Linked DNA regions of Mus musculus: all the other regions are linked to region 1. The links are chromatin contacts, called in public HiChIP or PLAC-seq, capture Hi-C and promoter capture Hi-C maps. All regions are on one chromosome and are shown on one strand. The core of a region is the stretch at or near the end of the contact, and the rest is flanking DNA. Distances in the headings are between cores, read along the strand shown.

Evidence for each region. Promoter capture Hi-C pulls out the DNA fragments that hold promoters and counts their contacts. HiChIP or PLAC-seq counts read pairs in DNA pulled down with a chosen protein or histone mark. Capture Hi-C pulls out chosen DNA fragments and counts their contacts.
Region 2: a promoter capture Hi-C map of trophoblast stem cells shows a contact between it and region 1, with 5 times the contacts expected there. The contact joins the promoter of Glt1d1 here to the promoter of Ran in region 1. A contact is called at or near these places in 4 of 39 promoter capture datasets (the C10 cell line, hippocampal neurons, pre-B cells and 1 more), 1 of 484 Hi-C or Micro-C datasets (myeloid progenitors), 1 of 115 datasets of contacts at active chromatin or transcription factors (embryonic stem cells) and 1 of 9 other capture datasets (liver).
Region 3: a contact with region 1 is called in a FOXA1 HiChIP or PLAC-seq map of pancreatic cancer cells. The contact joins the enhancer-like site here to the promoter of Ran in region 1. A contact is called at or near these places in 1 of 39 promoter capture datasets (pre-B cells), 3 of 484 Hi-C or Micro-C datasets (CD4 T cells, the G1E-ER4 cell line and regulatory T cells), 3 of 115 datasets of contacts at active chromatin or transcription factors (bone marrow-derived macrophages, large pre-B cells and pancreatic cancer cells) and 1 of 9 other capture datasets (adipose tissue).
Region 4: a promoter capture Hi-C map of liver shows a contact between it and region 1, with 3 times the contacts expected there. The contact joins the promoter of Kctd7 here to the promoter of Ran in region 1. A contact is called at or near these places in 2 of 39 promoter capture datasets (hippocampal neurons and pre-B cells), 1 of 484 Hi-C or Micro-C datasets (regulatory T cells), 2 of 115 datasets of contacts at active chromatin or transcription factors (embryonic stem cells and large pre-B cells) and 1 of 9 other capture datasets (liver).
Region 5: a capture Hi-C map of macrophages shows a contact between it and region 1, with 4 times the contacts expected there. The contact joins the promoter of Tpst1 here to the promoter of Ran in region 1. A contact is called at or near these places in 1 of 39 promoter capture datasets (pre-B cells), 1 of 484 Hi-C or Micro-C datasets (CD4 T cells), 2 of 115 datasets of contacts at active chromatin or transcription factors (embryonic stem cells and stem cell-derived neural progenitor cells) and 1 of 9 other capture datasets (macrophages).

Annotation. Positions count from the first base shown.
Region 1 is chr5:129,018,858-129,021,471 of GRCm38.p6, forward strand. Ran (RAN, member RAS oncogene family) reads left to right here and starts at 1,299. Exons shown (of 7, transcript NM_009391.3): 1 at 1,299-1,421; 2 at 1,671-1,717; 3 at 1,827-1,911; 4 at 2,009-2,134. The coding sequence starts at 1,682.
Region 2 is chr5:127,630,941-127,633,554 of GRCm38.p6, forward strand. It overlaps Glt1d1 (glycosyltransferase 1 domain containing 1), which reads left to right and starts at 1,322. Exons shown (of 12, transcript NM_177005.4): 1 at 1,322-1,411. The coding sequence starts at 1,344. It also overlaps a transcript of Slc15a4 not described here.
Region 3 is chr5:130,271,987-130,274,600 of GRCm38.p6, forward strand. The region is part of intron 6 of Tyw1 (tRNA-yW synthesizing protein 1 homolog (S. cerevisiae)); the gene reads left to right. Among named protein-coding and RNA genes, the nearest start is that of Tyw1, 16 kb to the left of the region's middle. Within about 2 kb of position 1,280, at least 14 of the 459 cell types and tissues checked have an H3K27ac peak or open chromatin away from gene starts, as enhancers often do. A contact at or near this core is called in pancreatic cancer cells, where this site is marked.
Region 4 is chr5:130,143,553-130,146,166 of GRCm38.p6, forward strand. It overlaps Kctd7 (potassium channel tetramerisation domain containing 7), which reads left to right and starts at 1,331. Exons shown (of 4, transcript NM_172509.4): 1 at 1,331-1,674. The coding sequence starts at 1,531.
Region 5 is chr5:130,078,082-130,080,695 of GRCm38.p6, forward strand. It overlaps Tpst1 (protein-tyrosine sulfotransferase 1), which reads left to right and starts at 1,289. Exons shown (of 6, transcript NM_001130476.2): 1 at 1,289-1,580.

The DNA of each region.
Region 1 (2,614 bases), core at 49-2,548:
GGCAAAGAAAATGCTGTAAACCAGGCAGCAGTGGGCAGTCCAGACAGTGCTTGCAGGGAGAGCTGCGCCTATGCCCGCTTGAGTGTATTCTCTTGTTTCCCTCGGCTTCTTAGGATGAGGTTCTTTGTAAGTTCTAAGCGTGGGCCAGTTAGTAACACAAACCAGGCCACCAGATGATGCGGTTCGGCAGGCTGGTTGCCAGGACAAGTAAGTTCATGATAAGTTTTCTCGGGGAGAGGGTCACTGGTGATGTCACCACCCAGCACCAGGTGCTACATTGTATCAACAATCTACCAAACTGGAACTAGGCGGGTTGACCGTTTTTCTCCTAAACTCTGTTTGATCTCCACCTCCTGTTATATCCTCTATTGAATACAGCTCACAGCATAGCCCCTTGTAGCCGACTTGTTACATATACTCCAAAATATAGTAACTTTGTATTTATATAAATATGTAACTGACGTTCCATTAAACATACTATGTTAACGTTATGTTATAGTTTTTGTGCACACTTTCCCACCTGTCTTCTACCTAAGTTGCCCAGGCTAGCCTTGGAACCCTAAGGCCTGTGCTGGCTCCTTTTAGATTGCATAGTACAAAGTAACAGCAGGGCCCCCAAGCTCTGGTCATCAGAGATACATTTTCCATTTCCCCAGCAGCATCTGTATTTGCTGGTCAATTGCTGCTCAGGAGGGAGCCAGGGTAGGGTATCTTCTGCGAGACAGATTACTCAGACCACGCAACAGAGGAAGGGCCCTGGGATGCTGAACGCCTGGACTAACTGCATCCGGTCCCATCCTCCCAGGAAGGCCAGGCCGTGTCCATGCCGGGCACGCATGGCTGACGCAAGCCGGGCCTCGGGCGCGCGCACCCTCATTCATTCCCTCCATTCATTCTGCAGACGGCGGCCGCGCACACTTAGCGATCGCCCGCCCGCGAGATCCCCGGTGCCTGTGGACACAGGACTTGGGGACGAAGGTCGGGCGGTGCCCGCTGAGCGGCAGCGAGCGACCGAGAAGCAGCACCCGCCTTTCCCGCCCACGAGGCCCCTGGCTAGGCCGCCGCCCGCGTAACGCGCGGCCTCCCGCAGCCAGCGCATGCGCGTGGCAGCCCGCGCTCAGCGCCGGCTCCCGCGGGCCCTTCACGGTCCGCGTGCGTGCGCGTCCCCGCTCGGCCGGCCCACGTGACCCGCCGCCCCTCTCCCGCCCTGGGCGCTCCGAGGGCCCCCGGCCGAGTCGGACGGCTCCAGCGGACGTGCGCGTGCACGCGCGCCGCGTGGTTGGGCGCGGCGCCGTTGCTCCGCCCTCTCCCGGCTCCTCCCCCCCTCCGCGCGCCGGCGTCCGCTGCGTCTCCGGCATTTGAATCGCGCTTCCGCCATCTTTCCAGCTCCAGTCGGACAGGCGCGGAGACTCTTCTGGAAGGTAGCGTCGAGGCCGGGAGGGTGCGGGCGCGGGCGCGGGCGGTGACCGGAGGGTTTGGGTGTCCTTCGGGTGGGCGCGGGGCGGCGCTGGCGACGAGGCGAGGCGAGGCGGACGGGCAGCGCCCTGGGCTTTTTCAGCCCGCTTCCCTTCCCCCCACCGTCTCACGCCGCGTCCCCGCCTTCCCGCGCGCTCTTCCCGGCCGCGGCCTTTGTGGGGCGCACGTGCCGCAGCCGCTCTCTCTCCCCGCAGGATCCGCCGCGATGGCCGCCCAGGGAGAGCCGCAGGTCCAGTTCAAGGTGCGTGTGCGGCCGCACGGGGGCCCTCGGAGGGCGAGCGAGCGGGGAGGTCGGGAGGGGACGGCATGGCGGGGACCGCTCACGCCGCCGCCTCGTCTCTTGAATCTAGCTCGTCCTGGTGGGCGACGGCGGCACCGGGAAGACAACCTTCGTGAAGCGCCACTTGACGGGCGAGTTTGAGAAGAAGTATGTAGGTAGGTGCGGCCGGGGGTGCTTCACGGCAGCGAGGCCTCCGGGGGAAGGCGGCGGGCAGTGCACGGCTGACCCCTTCTGCCGCCCTGTTCCCCGCAGCCACCCTGGGCGTGGAGGTGCACCCGCTCGTCTTCCATACCAACAGAGGACCCATCAAGTTCAACGTGTGGGACACGGCCGGCCAGGAGAAGTTCGGGGGCCTGCGCGATGGCTACTACATCCAAGGTGAGGGGGGCCTTGCGGAAGTGGGCCCAGGCCCTCGGACATGTGCTTGGGGTATGAGCCGGAGAGCCAGCCGTTGCCGGGTGACTAAGGAGAGGGGACAGAAATCTCTTGGAGGGAGGCGACCTGGTTGGAGTGGATAGGAGATTTTTTTTTTCTTTTATAAGAATCGTCCGTGGTGTCGTTTGATCATATGCTGTGTCATGCTAGGCATTGATTTGGGGCAAACTGTGTGGCTTCAGAACTTAGTAGGAGACTAAGCTATTGGGAAAGCTCCCGGGTCACTTTTTGGTTTTCGAAACTTGAATTAAGGGCTACACGCAGTAGCTTACCCGTGATTATTCCCATCATTAAAATAAGTAGTGAGCATTTGCCCCAAGATACTAAACCTCTAGCCCCTCCTGGAGCCAGGCCCTCTCTCACACGTGAAACCTGCCGCCTCATGGAAACTGTACTTTTACTTTTCTCCTTGAAAGTAATCGA
Region 2 (2,614 bases), core at 72-2,571, 1.4 Mb before region 1:
GAGCAAGTCCTATTAGTCTTTTCTGTGGAGAGAAGGAAGAATCAGGTAATTATATGATTAAAAAAAAACAATCAAACAATCAAACAAACCAACCAACCTTCCCTTGCTTCCCCCCTGTGAATAGGTAGGAGAGTGGGTCCAGTGTTCCCCTGCAGAGGCAGGCTTTGTCCATTGACAATCAGAGACCAGTGTGTTACGAAGCTGGACTGGGAGAAGGCTACTCAAGGGACCCAGGCACCTACTCTTTCTTCTTTGAAGTTGTTAGGGAGTTTTCAGGGATGGGAAGAGATTAATTTCCGGGGCTATGCTTAGAATATTGGTTCTATAATATTGATGGGCTTTAAATAATGCACATGTCTTTGTAAAACGCCATGAATTCACCCAAATGTCACGCTGTCACAAGACTGTCTCTTCCCACCCTTCCTGCTCAGGTGTATTTAGTGCAGGAGGCTCTGAGCCCTGGGCTCTGCACAAACCTGACTTCCTAGCCTTACACCACACTCCTCAAAAACTGCCTGAGGCTGCGGATGTGGATGTGGCTTAACGCTTGGAAGAAGAGTCTAGCAAGCAAGAAATCCAGGGCTGCTGGGTGCCCCCCCCCCCCCACTTCCCCTCCTTTCCTCAGAATCTTGTGGCTGGTCTTCAACTTACAGCAATCCTCCTGCCTCAGTCTCTGTATTCCTGGAATTGCAAACCTACATCCCTGAACCCAGCCAGCTCCATAACAGCCTTCTCTATTTTGGTTCTCCATACTCTTTCTCTGGAAGTTCACAGAACTTAGTTTGGGGAAGCCAGAGTCTACAAAAGGACGGACTGCCTACATACATAGAGTCCAGGGCATCCTTAGGGTCTAGGGTCCTCTCAATGCAAAGTGAAGCTCAAGTCCCCTCTCCACATGTGGTCTTGTACCTACACCTCACCTGGTCCTAGTCTCTGGGGGAGCAGTCTCTGTATCAGCCACTATGTTGCATGTAGGAGCCCAACTCATGATCTTTACGAGGGGAAGTCACAGGACAACCTATGTTCTTGGTGCCTGAAGAGTGGACAACCTCCCCCCACCTCCCATCTTTCTGAGCTCGTGGCTGTCTGACACCTGGTCTCGTGACCCCCACCCCCACCCCCACCCGCTAGTCTCCTCAGGTCCCCTCGGGGCCCCCAGATCTCCCTTCTCCCTTCCCTTCCCTTCGTGTCCCCTCCCCTGCCCTCCCTGCCTTCCCTCCCTCCTCCCCTCCCCTCCCTACCCCTGAACCTGCGGGCTCCGCCTTGGAACAGCAGGCGGGACCGAATCCACCCCTACCCCTCCGCCCGGGCCTGGTGGCCCAGTTCTTGGCGGTAGCGACGACATGCGGCTCCTGTTCCTGGCAGTACTGAGGCCTCACACTGGCAACGCGGTCACAGCTGGGCGCCTACGGTATGTTGCGGGGACCTGAGCATCCCTCGCGTGGGGATGCCGGACTGGGCCGGGCGCCGGAGCCGCGCGTGCACAAACGGCCGGGTTGTAGGCGCAGGTGCGGGCGCGAGGGGCTGCAGCTCTGATTCCAGCTGCCTGCTGCCCTGTCTGGCTATTGTGAGTGCCCTAGGATGCCGCAAAGAGGCCGCCTGGGCCAGCGCTGGGACGCGGGGTGGTGGTGGGGGAAACCAGAGGCTCAGCAAAGGCCTCGCTGCAGACTTGAGCTTTGGGCAGAGTGGCCTGGGATGAGAAGCGGGGACCCACGTGGCTGGAAAGACGCAGAGTCCCGGTGCATCGGATGCTCCAGCACGTGCGGAGATTCAGGGTCCGAGTTCCGTGGCTGCTGCCATTCCCTCCCCCGCGCCCGCACTTCCTACCTGGTTCTCTTCTGAACGCTCAGCTTATTTTATTTAATTAGGCCTCTTTTTGCTTTGTATGTTTACCTGGGACGGAAGCCTGGAGCCAGGACAAGGCAGGGAAGGCGGGTCCATTCACCTCTGGCCATCTGGTTGCCTGGATCAAACCGGGCTGGTCTGAATCATTGGAAAAGCAGACACTTACGTGCCCGTGCTCACTTGCTCGCTCCCCCCCGCCCCCCGCGCGCGCTCTCTCCCTCCCCTTCCACTTGCTTCAAGACATTTCCCAATGGCTCCCCCCCCCCCCCCGCCCCCAGTGGGTATGTTTCCTCATCATGGGAAAGAGCCGTTGAGTCTTCAAGCTAAAAAAAATGTTACAGTTCCTCTCAAGATCACAGTGAACAACCAAAGGCGGGCAGATGCATACCTGAAGTTTCCCCGGAGTGGTGATAGTGTTGTGATTGTGTGAGATTCCCCTCCCTCTAATTCAGTCACTCTTCGGGCTCTCTGTGGACTGAGCTCTTTCCAGTAGAAAAGTGCAAGTCATTTACAAGGAGAGTAAACACAGGGGTAAATCATTCCAGGGCGATTGGGACCATGGAGCAAATAAAACCATGCTGGGGTGTGGCCAATTTGATAGAGTGCCAGGCAAGCATAGGTGAATCCCTGGGTTCCGTTCCCAGCAGTGCATAAACCCAGGAGGTGCGGTTGTACATGACCACATGCTGATAACCCCAGCCTTTGGGAGCTGAAGGCAGGACCATTAGAAGTTCAAGGGCATCCTCTGCTACTGTCAACTTCCAGCTAC
Region 3 (2,614 bases), core at 30-2,529, 1.3 Mb after region 1:
ATGTTTGCCCAGCAAGCACTTTAACCACGGAACAGTCTCCCCAGCCCCTTTCAGTCACTTAGAAGCCTCTGCCGTTTTCCTTCCGGGATGTGATCTCCTCACATCTCTTCCGCACCCCTGCACTTTGTTTCCCAGTTTGCTGGCGATTTCTCAGTGGCTTACTGTTGCTTGTGTTCTGCCTCCCACCAGCATAGGTGACTTTTCCCATCCACTCTTCCAGCTTTACGTTCCCTTAATGTTTGCGCAGTTGTTCCACGACAGAGGCAGCCTACTGTGGCTACTTCTCCCTAAATCTTTTAGGCACAGCGGGCGAACTCTGTAATGTCGGTACCCTGGGGTTGCTGTAATTGGACCGGTCCATTTCTGGGGAGGATGGGGGTGCTTCACATTAATTTTCTAACCCCAGTGGCTTCTATGAGTTACATTTAACTTCTTTTGGTTTTTTTAAAGCATTTATTCATTTATTTATTTTTTTAAAATGTATGTGTATGAGTCTTTTGCCTGCTAGTGTATTTGTGTAGCACATGCCTGCAGTGCCTGTGGAGGCCAGAAGAGGGTGTGGGTTCCCTACAGCTGGAGTTGCAGACCATTGTAAGCTACCAAGTGGATGCTAGGGACTGGACCCAGGCGCTCTCCTGGAGCAGCTGACCCATCTCTCATCCTCTGCATTCATCTTCTATTGAAGACAGGTTTTAAATTTTCTGAAGGTCACAGAGCCAAGTTAATGGCAGTTCTGATTAGATTTTATGTGAAGATGAAATGAGTTCCTTTGAGAGGCAGTAAGTTCGTCTCTGTCAGAGATGAGGTTCTGAGCCTGAGTTACAGAGGAGCCCGAGATCGTCAGCTAAGTGTCTCACCAGCTAAATGTCACCTGCTGCCAATTTTAAAATTTGATTGATTAATTTTGAGACAGGGTCTCATGTAGCTCAGGTGACATTGATTGGCACCTGCTTGATTGAGGGTGACCTTGAACTTGTGGTGTTCCGGCCTCCACCTTCAGAGTGCTGGGAATATAGGTATGCATCCCCAGGCTGTGTGCATCCAGTGCTGAGGCGGAACCCAGGGCTCTAAGTGCTATGGAAGCACTCTGTCAGTCTGTCTGCCTCTCCTTTGAGGGTTTGGGGTCACAGCTGTGCTCATCCCTCCCTATTGCACAGTAACATCTGGAGTAAGCCTGACAGAGCGGTAGAGCTGAGGCTGGGATTGTTTCTATGTGCTGACGGTTGGCCCTTTACACAGCGCTGAATTGAAGTCACTTCATTATACTTGTTTGCAGAAATGAGTCACAGGCACATGGCACTTAACCTCAGAATCTGTTCTGAGCAGTGACGTGTTCAGGCTGCTCCAGTGCTAGGTGGGCATCAGCGGGTATGCTGAAAGAAACGGAGAGGGCTGTGATGTCACAGGCAATATGGGACCATGGGGCCACTGCCACACATATGGCCCATTGTTGGGTGACAGTTTTTGTGACACATTACTATTTTGTTATCTAGAAGCAAACAAGTCTCTGCCCAAAATTTAAAAAAAAAAAATTTCTTACGTGTGTGTGTTTGTACATGTGCACACATGCTGCAGAGCATGTGTAGAGGTCAGGTGACACCTTGTAGAAGTTAGTTCCCTCCGTCACCAAGTGGATCCAGGAGATAGAGCCCAGGCTGCAGGCACTGTTACTCAAAGCAGCATCTTGGTGGCCCCAGGCCTGCTGGGAAGTGCTGTCCCATCCAGCTACCCTGTAGCCCACACTTCCCCGTGTGCCTGCCTGCGGTTTTCTTCCCCCAGCATTGTCCAGCCTGTAGGCACAGGGCAAGTTTGCTGAGGGATTAGTTTTTGTCACTTTGTGAGGTTTGTTTGCTTATGTGGCCTGTAAGTAGGTTTGTGCACGGTGTGGGTGCAGCTCCCACCCATCGGGCCCAGGAGAGGGCACCGGATCCCCTAGAACCAACAATAGACACAGTTGGCAGCTGCCATGTGGGTGGGGACTGAACTCAGGTCTTCTGGAAAAGCAGTCAGGGCCCTTAACCACTGAGCCATCTCTCCAAACGGACGGACTCTGTGATGCCTTTTCACAGGGATCACTTTGATGCCAGAGAGGTAAGATGATTTTTTTTTTCCTGAGACAGGGTTTCTCTGTGTAGTCCTGGCTGTCTTGGAACTCACTCTCTAGACCAGGCTGACCTTGAACTCAGAAATCTGCCTGCCTCTGCCTCCCAAGTGCTGGGATTAAAGGCGTGCGCCACCATTGCCCCACATGATTTATATTTTTAAAAATTATTACTAATCAGTCAGGGCTAGTAAGATGCCTCAGAACGTAAAGGAACTTGCCACCAAACTCCATGACCTGGGTTCCAGGCTTGTCGTGTGTGTGTGTGTGTGTGTGTGTGTGTGTGTGCGTGCACACACACACACACACACACACACATGCATGTAACACAAAATAATGATTAAAAAGCAGCAAAGAATACTCAAACAAAAACACTGTAAAGGTGCTTTGAAGTGAGGCAGTGGTGGAGTGCCTGCCCAGGATTGTGAAAGGCCAGGGAATCCATCACCAGCAGCACAAACTGACCCAAACACAATAAAACAGGGACGTGAGAGCTGAGCTTTGTGTGGGATT
Region 4 (2,614 bases), core at 81-2,580, 1.1 Mb after region 1:
GGGAGTGGGGTTTTCTCTTTTCTCATCTGTGGTTATTTAATTTTTTTCATTTTTAGCGTTTGTTTTTAGCAGTCTCATGTAACCCAATTTGGACTCACAATGTTATGAAGCTGAAGCTGGCCTTGACTTCCAAGTACTGATATTGCAGCGTGAGTCACCATACTCAGTTCCGTTATTATTTATTATTATTATTTATTATACTAGAGACAAGAGTTGAATTCTCAGAAATCCTTCTAACCTCTCAAGTCGCTGCAATTAAAGGTATTTGCAACCAAGGTTTTCCTTCCTGTGTGAGTCCACGGAAAAAGCGCTAGCACAGCAGCCATGTCCTTGCCAGCCATTGGTGTTGCAGTGCTCAATTTCTATTACACAGCAGGTGCCCTCAGCCCTCCACAACACATCCTCAAGGACAGCCTGCTTAGGCCTTTTTTCACTGGCCCGCTGCTATGGAGACAAACCAGCCAGTCCTGGGCCCTTTCCCAGGACACATGGACCGGGATGATAAAGTGGAGTGGCCTGGAGCTTCGCGCCTGCTAGTCAGAAAGCCAATGAAAGCAGGACCACGGTGCTGCCCCTATGAGCGGGCTTCCTGCCAATCAGGGGCGGAGGCCAGCGAGGACACAGCCAATAGCAGGAGCAATTGGGTGGTCTGTCCTTTCGGGAACCGCGCCGGGGGACCAGCGCTGTCGTTGAACGTCGGAAGTGCAGAACGCGTGCCCTTTAGGTGGCCTATAAGAATGGGACTGATCGGCAAGCCGTTGTCAGTTGTCACTCTAGTTTGAGACCTCGATGGTTGGATCAGACCTTTAACCGTCATAGCGGAGCTAATCGGACACTGCCAGTAGTAGGAGGCGACCGGGTGAGGCCAGAGATGCTACCTGCGCTGTGGTTGCTATGCGCAGAGAGCCGCTTCCCTAGATAAGTGGCCTGGACCAAGGGAGGTAGCGCTCCCGTTAGTTAGATAGCCAATCAGAATGGAACAAACCCAACCAGACGTGTTTACCCTATAATTGGACAATGCTCTTGCCAATCATAGCAGGAGTTCATGAAACCTCGGCCAATAGCAAGAAGCGCCTGGTTCCGATTTGCAGCGCAGGGTCCACGCGGTGGTTGCTGATCGAGGTCGTCAGTGGGCGATCACCTCCCCTCGGCCAAACCCTGGAGCAGACAGGCGTCGCTCGCGCTTGTCAGCCAAGAGCCAATCAGAATTGGGTAGGCCTGTAGCCACTACGGCTTAAGGCCGAATTGTTTGTTCTGTGATTGGGCGAACCTCCTGACAATCAGGGCGGAGCCAGCGAAGATTCGGCCAATGGCTGGAGGCAGCCAGGTCAGACCAGCGACTAACTGTAGGCGCGTTGGTCGTTAGACTGTTGGAGGGCAGCACAGGACATCCTAACTGCTTGCAGGTCCTCGGCGTCTAGCGCCCGCCGGCGGCCCATCTCGTCATGTCAGGCACTGCTTGGCTTTAGTTCTTCAGGCCTCCGCCCACCCGCCTACCCGAAGCCGCGCCCACCGCCCAGAGCCAGAGGGATGGTGGTAGTCACCGGGCGGGAGCCAGACAGCCGTCACTCGGACGGTGCCATGTCCAGCTCCGAAGCCGAAGACGACTTCCTGGAGCCGGCCACTCCTACGGCCACGCAAGCGGGGCACGGGCTGCCCCTGCTGCCCCAGGAGGTACCTGGATCGAGCGATGGGGGAAGGGAGGGCTGATGGGAAGCGAGGGAGAGACTGGTGCTTGCAGAGCTGACCTTGGGCGGAGAGCCTCCCAAGGAGCTATCCACCCCTGATGCCACTCCTACACTAGGTGTATCCTCCCTGCCCCGAGTCACCTGCACTCCAAGTCCCTTCTTCCCGTACTACCAGATGTCAGTTCCATTCCTGTATTTCATGTCACCTTTATCAACTAGACGAGGACTCAACACATAGCATGTTCCATACAATCCAAAGGAGGACCTGGGTTATCCAGGTGTATCCTCCAGCTGCCGGGGGAGTGGCATTAGAAACTACCTGCAGTTAACCTATCTGGTGCCTTGGTATGATTTAAGAAAAGGACACACCTGAGTGGACCAATTCTCATCCAGGTGCCGTTATGCAGTGAACAATCTCCATTACCACATGGGGTAATTTTATTTGCTAGATGGACAAGAGTGAACGGTAGAGGATTTGGGGTCAAGAAAGCAGCGAGAGCAAGGACATGCAGGAGATAAATTCGGGAAATAGGAGGGCAATGGTGAGTTGAACTCAGAGCAGAGATGATGGAGGGATTAGGGGCTTCATTTATCAGTTGCTGTATTGTGCTATGGAGTGGCTTCGTTAGTAGCCCTTCCTGTGTGTGACACTTTGCACCTGAACTGACCCTGGAGATGGATAGGAAGATGAATACAGATGTAGAGATGGATAGGAAGATGGATACAGATGTGGAGACTCGACAATCTGAGGGGGCTGGCTTGAGTGAGGCTCTCCGGCAGCTGACAGTATTGTGGTAGGGTTAGAATCCCCGAATTGCCAGCATCGTGGGAAACTTGTGAACATAAGCAAAATTCTAGACATAACTCTGCAGTCAGGGAAAAGGGCCAACACGGCGGTGACACTTTTTTTTGTGCACTGTCATTGG
Region 5 (2,614 bases), core at 39-2,538, 1.1 Mb after region 1:
CCCTCTTCGTAGTTCTCCCTTCTCTCGTGGAATGGTTCTACTTATGTATGCCTGTGTGTATGTATGTATGTATGTATGTATGTATGTATGTATGTGTAACTCAGACTTGCCTCAAACTCAGTACATAGACAAGAGTGACCCTGAACTGCTGACCTCCTGGCTCCCCCTCCTAAGTCCTGAGATTGTGAGCATGCTCCCCACTTCCTTCTTTTTTTTTCTTTCCTCTGCAATAGAACTTCCTGCAGCACAGACGGGCCCCAGATTCACCCACCGTGAAGCTGAGGCTCAACTTCAATTCCAGGTGCTCATGCCAGAGACTGGCTTGTGCTGGGTTAATAAGCACGTGTCACTCTTTCTGGCTTCTATGGTGCTAAGTGACGCTCTGGGTCAGGCATTCTAGCAGCTGAGTTCCATCCCCAACCTTTCTTTTTTAAAAAATTTAAACTCCGAGACAGGATGTTGCTCTGCAGCCCAGATAGCTCTTGAATTCTGTCCTGCCTTGGCCTCTCGAGTCTCAGGATAATAGCTATGAATCACCTTGCCTGGCTTCAGGGCAGGGTGCAAAGGGAGGTTGAGAAAGGATTTTGTCCTGTAATACATTTTGGCCTGGAACTCACGAAGCAACCTAGAATGGTTTCAAACTCCTGGCAATCCTCCTGCCACAGCCCTCTGAGATATTATAGTGGTTAAGTCATCGCACCTTCTTTCATTTATACATCTTTATTTTCAGACAGGGACTCATGCTGTCCAGAGTGTCCTTAAACTCCCCCTTGTAGCCAAGGACGGCCTTGAAGTTCTGATCCTCTTGCCTTGTATGACCTCAGTATTGGGATTCGAGCTATGTACCACCATATCCAGTTGATGCTGGGGATGGAACCCAAGGCTTCACGCCTACTCTCCCGACTGAGCTCCATCCTCAGCCCTCACTAATACTTTTCTGTGGTACGGAATACTGTGCAAATTGACTTGTGTGCTTGACAGCTGCGTCAAGCAATGGCCAGGCAGTGCAGGGGACTTTTTAGGAACACTATTTTTTGTTTGTCCCTGCCCTGTTTCAGGGATGAAGGTCTTCTTGGACATGTGAGGGTCCCGGAACAAGTCCTGGCTCCCCTCCAGTTAGGCCACCGGCTCTGTTACTCCAGCCACAAACTGCCCGTGTAGGCAGCAGCAGGGTATAAGCCCTTTTTGCGAGTTCGACAAACGCTGGCCCCGGATGTCAGACCCCACCCCGCAGCTCCTGGCTGCCCCGCGGGCTCTCTCTCAAGCCCCGCCTCCCCCCGGAACCGACAAATCAGAGAGGCGGACACATCGCGCGGCCCGGCTGCGGGTAGCCTATGGCGGCGTGCGTGAGATCCCGCGGCCACGCGGCGGCGGGAGGCAGGAGCTGAGGCGGCGACCGCGGCCAGTCGCTGCTGAGGCGGCCGCGGGTGCGCTTCTCGGCGGGGCCGGGCAGGGCCGTCGCCTGGCGGTGAGGACGCGCTCCCGGGGCGGGCGCTATGGCCACCAACTAGGGCGGCCGGAGAAGCGGCCGAAGCCCAAGATGCCGGAGCGACGGCACGGCTGCGCCTCCGCCATCGTAGGTAAGCGGCGCCGCTCTCCGGGCGCCGAGCCCGGGACGCCTCCATCCTTCATCCCGCCTGCCCCTTCCCCCATCCCCCGGGCCGCCCGGCGCCTCCCGCTCCTTTCGCCTAGCAGTCCCGGTCGCTACTGCCATGTCTGCCCAGCAGGCATTCGGCTCTCCACTCACCGGATCCCGACTCACCTGCGCACGCACGCTCACTGTGATATCCCTAGCCTTGATGGAGACCGTCATCCCGTTTTTTTGAGGATTCCCCCACCCCCATCCCCATGAGACATCTCACTGTTTACCCCAGGCTGGCTATGAATTCAGAGTAACCCTTGCTGGCTTTGAACTCGATTTAGCCTGTAGCCCACATCGTCTTCGAACTCCCTGTGTATAGCCTAAGCTGGCCTCAAACTTAACTTTGTATCCCAGGCTGACCTCAGAATCACCATCTAGCCCAGGTTGGCCTCAGGTTCATCATGTAGATCAGGCTGGTGGTGGTCGTCTCGTCTCAACAAGGGATGACAGGCGTGGGCCACCGTGAGTCCCTTTTTCCATGTCAGTTGCTGACTCCCTTCATGGAATGGTGCATACCCTTTTAATTTGGAGACCCTTTTATATCCTGTTCACCTCCTCTGGCTTTAATCAGCCGCCACCTTTTCCTTTTCGTCCTCTCTTGACACTTGACACTTGGGACATTTACCATGCTCCTTATGCCAGTTCCATAATTATAATTATTACTATTAATATATATATATATAATGCATGCATGTATGTATGTGCACGATGCGTGCGCTTAAGTGCCTGAGGAGGCCAGAAGAGGGCGCTGGGTACCTGGGAGCTGGAGTTAGAGGTGGGTGGGAGTCACCGCGTGGGTACTGGCAATTGAACTCCAGTCCTCTGCAAGAGCAGCAAGTGCTCTAAATCCCTGAGCGCTGGACTCCAGCCACCCCGCACTCTCACATGAGTCAGGGCCACAAACTCGTTCTAGACTGGCCAGCGCTGACTATAGTCTTGAACTCAAAGCAGTTCTGCCTCAGCCTCCCAGTT